2 separate regions of the Nomascus leucogenys genome follow, and region 2 is linked to region 1. Evidence: chromatin contacts called from public Hi-C data. All regions are on one chromosome and are shown on one strand. Each heading gives the region's core, a stretch centred on a gene start, on an enhancer-like site or on the middle of the called end of the contact. The rest is flanking DNA. Distances are from core to core; before and after follow the strand shown. Region 1 has its middle 13 kb from the start of SPINK4. Region 2 has its middle 4.4 kb from the start of SMU1.

What was found. Hi-C and Micro-C count contacts between places; a contact is called where the count stands out from the background.
Region 2: a Hi-C map of a lymphoblastoid cell line shows a contact between it and region 1, with 6 times the contacts expected there. The contact joins two enhancer-like sites. A contact is called at or near these places in 2 of 4 Hi-C or Micro-C datasets (a lymphoblastoid cell line and an unstated tissue).

What each region holds. Positions count from the first base shown.
Region 1 is chr8:81,544,135-81,546,817 of Asia_NLE_v1, reverse strand. No RefSeq gene overlaps it. Among named protein-coding and RNA genes, the nearest start is that of SPINK4, 13 kb to the right of the region's middle. Within about 2 kb of position 1,382, the one cell type or tissue checked has an H3K27ac peak away from gene starts, as active enhancers do. A contact at or near this core is called in a lymphoblastoid cell line, where this site is marked.
Region 2 is chr8:81,691,528-81,694,210 of Asia_NLE_v1, reverse strand. No RefSeq gene overlaps it. Among named protein-coding and RNA genes, the nearest start is that of SMU1, 4.4 kb to the left of the region's middle. Within about 2 kb of position 1,305, the one cell type or tissue checked has an H3K27ac peak away from gene starts, as active enhancers do. A contact at or near this core is called in a lymphoblastoid cell line, where this site is marked.

The DNA.
Region 1 (2,683 bases), core at 133-2,632:
ACAAAAAACAAATAAACAAGAGCAAAAAAAACCGCCAAAACTCCACAATGCTGAATGGCGGAAAAAAGAAGAAAGGAACAGAAGGAGGCCTCCAGCACAATACTATTTTTTGAAATGAAAAATACCCACAAAACAATGCCACATGCTTTTGAGAACACTCGCAAATAGAATGATTTATGAGTCTTAGTCACTGCATAAACTTTACAGTTGAACTCTTGGAAATTACGCATCAGTGCCACCTGGTGGTAGCACTTCAAATTTGTGGCATAATTCAGTTTTGTTTTTAACAAGATAACATTTACATACAATGAAATGCACAGATCTTAATTTGATGATTTTTCGACAAGTGTATACCCCAGTGTAATCCCCACTCTAAATAATATAGAGAGTATTTCCACTGCCCCAGAAGGTTCCCTCCTACTCTCCCTACGCCCAACCCTGAAAGCAACAACTGATCCTCCTCTGTCACTACAATTAGCTTCCCCTGTTGTAGAACTTACATATGTGGAATTATACAGAATTATACAATGCATACTCTTTTGTGTTTGCCTTCTTTCAGGAATCATAATGTTTTTGAGATTCAGTCATGTTGTAGCACGTATCAAGTGTTAATTCATTTTTATTGCCAGGTGGTATTCCATTGCATAGCTGTATTCCAGTTGGTCTATCTATGCACCAACTGACTGACATTTGGATCATTTCCACCTTTTGCCTAATACAAATAAAGCTTCTATGAATATTTACAAATAAGGCTTTGTGTAGACATATGCTTTTTATTTACTGTGGATGGAATTGCAAGGTCATAGCATAGATGGATGTGTAATTTTTTTAATTGCCAAAAACAATTCTCCAAATAAGTTGTATCATTTTACACATCCACCAACAATGAATTTATATCAGCAATAGAAAGATGAACAACCCAACTTATCTAAATAGGCAAAAAGTCTTGAATCAACATTCGAAGATACGTAAGTAGCTATATAGTACATGAAAAAGTGCCCACCATTATTAGTTTTCAGGAAAATGCAAGCTAAAACCACAATGAGATATCACTTTACACTCACTAGAATGTTAAAATGTTGAGAATGTGGAGAAACTGGAGGCAATTGGAAATCACACACACACACACACACCAGCTCTCTCAGGTCACCAGCTCAATTCCTTCACAAAAGAAGGATTCAGCTTGTGACTTGCACATTTCCGCATAGGCTACTGTTGGTCAAGCCTGGAAAGTTAAAAAGGCGGAAAGACAAATCTGCTGCTGTGCATTGGTGGCGTGGAGCCACAGGAGTGCCAGAGGCATATACTGGGGCAGGCTCTTATACCTGTTTTTAACTGCAGTTCTTCATTCAGTAGGGAAAGCTTTCACAGAGTTCTATTAGTAGAGGTTGGCCCTGACCCTTCTAAGGGGGATAAGAGTGTCCTGAAGTCAAAATGAATGAAAGCCAGGTGAAGAGATGGGCAGGTTTCCATGCGCCCCGCATTGCCTGGGGCTGCCCAGAACATGGGGCTGGCTGTAGCTTCACCACCCAACTTCTCTCTTCCCTCTTCCTCTTTCTGCTTCTCCTCGCCTCTCTCTTCCTCATTTTCATAACAGCATTGTGTATTAAGTTTTGTTATGAGCCAAGCGTTTAATTTTTTTTTTTTTTTTTTTTTGAGACAGAGTCTTACTCTGTCACCCAGGCTAGAGTGCAGTGATGCAGTCTCGGCTCACTGCAACCTCCCCTTCCGGAGTTCAAGTGATTCTCCTGCCTCAGCCTCCTGAGTAGCTGGGATTACAGGCGCCAGCCACCATGCCAGGCTAATTTGTGTGTGTGTGTGTGTGTGTGTGTATTTTTAGTAGAGACGAGGTTTCACTATGTTGTCTAGGCTGGTTTCGAACTCCTGACCTCAAGTGATATGCCCGCCTTGGCCTCCCAAAGTGCTAAGATTACAGGTATGAGCCACTGCACCCAGCCCTAATATACACTTTTTAATACAACACTTCAAGGTAGGCATTATTATTGTTGTTGTTGTTGTTGTCATTTTTGAGACAGGGTCTCACTCTGTAGGCCAGGCAGAAGTGCAGTGGTGCTCACTGCAGCCTCGACCTCCAGGCTCAATTGATCCTCCCATCTCAGCCTCCCAAGTACCTGGGACTATAGGTGTGTGCTACCATGACTAGCTAATTTTAAAATTTTTTGTGAAGACGAGATCTCGCTATATTGCCCAGGCTGATCACAAACTCCTGGGATCGAGCAATCCTCTCACTTCAGCCTCCCAAAAATGCTGGGATTATAGGCATGAGCCACGGCACCCTCACCCCATAAGGGAATGTGGGTTCTCCGGTTAAGGAATTTGCTTGAGGTCACAGAACTTGTGGATTCGCACCCCATAGCTGCAGTCACAAATTACCACAAATGCAGAGGCTTCAAACAACATTAATGCATTCTGTTCCACTCGGGGGTCAGAGTCTGAAATGGTGCACAGGCTTGCTCTCCCTCTGCAGGCCCTAGGGAAGAAAATGTCCCTTGCCCTTGCCAGCTTCTTGGGGCTGCCTCTATCCCTGGGATCCAGGCCTGCATCACCCCCCCTCTGCTTTCCTCATCACAGCTCCTTCTCTGACTCTCCCACCTCCCTCTTATTAGAACCTTATGGCCCAAGCTCACCCCAGTAACCCAGGATAACCTCCCCATTTCAGGAT
Region 2 (2,683 bases), core at 56-2,555, 150 kb before region 1:
CCTAATAGTATTGAGAACATGTTAAAGAGATGCCTATTAGACATTGTTCCAAAATAACGACTCCAATCCCTTAATACTTTTCGTACTCTCCTTTTTTAACCTTGGAGAGATCTTTTAGAAAATAATATATTTTGTGATAAAGAAACATTTACATAAGTTCAACAATTCTTTTGGTTTCACTTCAGTTTCCTTTTATTCAGTCAATTATAGGTACAATTAAATTGATCAATTTTTCTCTAAAAAATATCACATATTGGCCAGGTGTGGTGGCTCACACCTATAATCCCAGTACTTTAAGAAGCCAAGGTGGGAAAATTGCTTGAGACCAGGAGCTCAAGACAAGGCTGGACAACATAGCAAGAGACCCCTTCTTTACAGAAGAATTAGCCTGGCATGGTGGCACACGCCCGTAGTTCCAGCAACTTGGGAGGCTGAGGCGGGGGGATTGACTTGAGCCCAGTAGTTTGAGGCTGCAGTGAGCCATGATCGCACCACTGCACTCCAGCCTGGGAGACAAAGTGAGACCCTGTCTCTAAAGAAAAAAATCATCATAATAAAATAAAAATAGGCTAGGCACAGTGGCTCACGACTGTAATCCCAGCACTTTGGGAGGCCAACGTGAGCAGATCACCTGAGGTCAAGAGTTCAAGACCAGCCTGGCCAATATGGTGAAACCCCCCATCTCTACTAAAAATACAAAAATTAGCTGGGCATGGTGGCACATGCCTGTAATCCCAGCTACTCGGGAGGCTAAGGAAGGAGATTCGCTTGAGCCCGGAAAGCGGAGGTTGCCCTGAGCCGAGATTGCACCATTGCACTTTAGCCTGGATGACAGTGAGACTCTGTCTCAAAAGATAAAAATAAAAATAAAAAAGAAAGAAAACGCGGGGCAGTGGAGGGTGGGGAGTGTAAACTATGCTCTGTCTGCATCACATGCTGCTTGAGATAATCCCTGGTGCCAAGTAGCCTGTTTCAAGTCAGAACTTGTTATTTGCTGCTGTGCCTGTGGTTTATGCATTCACGTCAATGTGATCATGGGCATCATTCTTGAGAAATGAAACTTTATCATGACTAGCAAGCAGCCACAGATGTATACCTATCCTTTGCTTCTTCGATATATTGGATTTTTAACCCCTGATTGACAGTCGATGCTGCTGGCATTGCAAACGCTCCTTATTCATGTTTATTCTGTAATAAGAAAGTGGAATATGACGTTTTTGTATAAGAAATTACAATCTTTACCTAGTTGGGGAGGATTTTTTTCCTTCCTGAACTGGTTGCTTATGTAAGTCTTCTGTATTCCAACAATCCATCCATTTCCATGCTTTTCCCATACCCAAAAGTATAGCTTTTGTCACCTTGCTGATCTCTTGCTCATGGTTGATAAATTTTGCCAATTCCTAAAGATCAATTTGTATAGGAAATTTTGTTTTTAACACTAGACAAATGAGGTCTCTCACATCTCTCCATCCATATATAAATAAAGAAACAAGCAGGCACACACACAGACAACTTCTAAACCCTAAACCAGGCAGTTGTATTCACCAAAAATCTTTCCACCGCATACTCACAGGCTGGATCACAACCTCCTAGACCAAATTTCTAGTGAACAAAAGTAACCCAGAGGGAAATCCGGTCTCCTGATCCACCCCACTTTCCGGTAAATGGGCCCCCTCCCTTAAGTCCATGTATCAGCAATCTATCTCTTAAATCCAGCAGAGGGCAGGACAGTCACAGAAAAACTACCATTGTAAACCTGGCCTCCAAATGTCTAACTGGTTAAGGAAAAGAGGTGGAGGGGAGAGAGATTCTTGGTCCTGAGGGTAAAGGAAGTACTGTAGAAGAGAAAGTCAATATTTGAGTGCCAAAATGGGGCAAAAGGTTGGTTTTATTTTCTATTAAACCAGACCAGTTTCATCTAACAGGATATAATAAGGCAAAGCAGAGAAAAAAATCACATAATTCTATGTGCTTTTTGCAGAACATGAATTTTAAATTATGAGAGTTAAATGAGTTAATACATACAAAACACAACAGTGCCTGGCATGTAGTGAGCACTAAGTAAGAGTTTGTTGTTGTTGTTGTTGTTGTTGTAGAGATAGCGTCTTGCTATGTTGCCCAGGCTGGTCTTGAACTTCTGGCCTCAAGCCATTCTCCCTCCTCAGCTTCCCAAAGTGCTGGGATTGCAGGTGTGAGCCATCGTACCTGGCCTATTATTATATATTAAGATGTCAAAGCCTTTCTATTATTTGTGTGTCTTACCACAATAAGAAAATAAATACTATAAGTCAAAATAAAATCTAAAACTGGTCCGTTTTGGAGTGAGGAACTCCTCTCTTTAGTGTGATACTGCTCTCACAGATGGGCTTGTACCCTGCTCATGCTCCACCAGCTGGAAGCTGGCTGGTCTCCAGTAGTCCACTTTGTCTTGACCCCTGAAATCCCTGTCCATGTCTCACTGGCTAGTTCAGCCTCTGTGATGCAAAGCCGCTATGGTGTGTGTAGCCAGCATCTCCTTTATTTACACAGAAAGGGTTCCTCCCTCAAGGCTGGGGCTCAAATGGGAGGCCTGTTTTCCACACCGTGACTTGTTAGCATTTGTGGTTCCAGAGGCTTCCCTTAGCACACTTTTGATCTGGCATCTGTACAAACAGAATCTACAGGGCCAGGCCGCAAGAGTGCC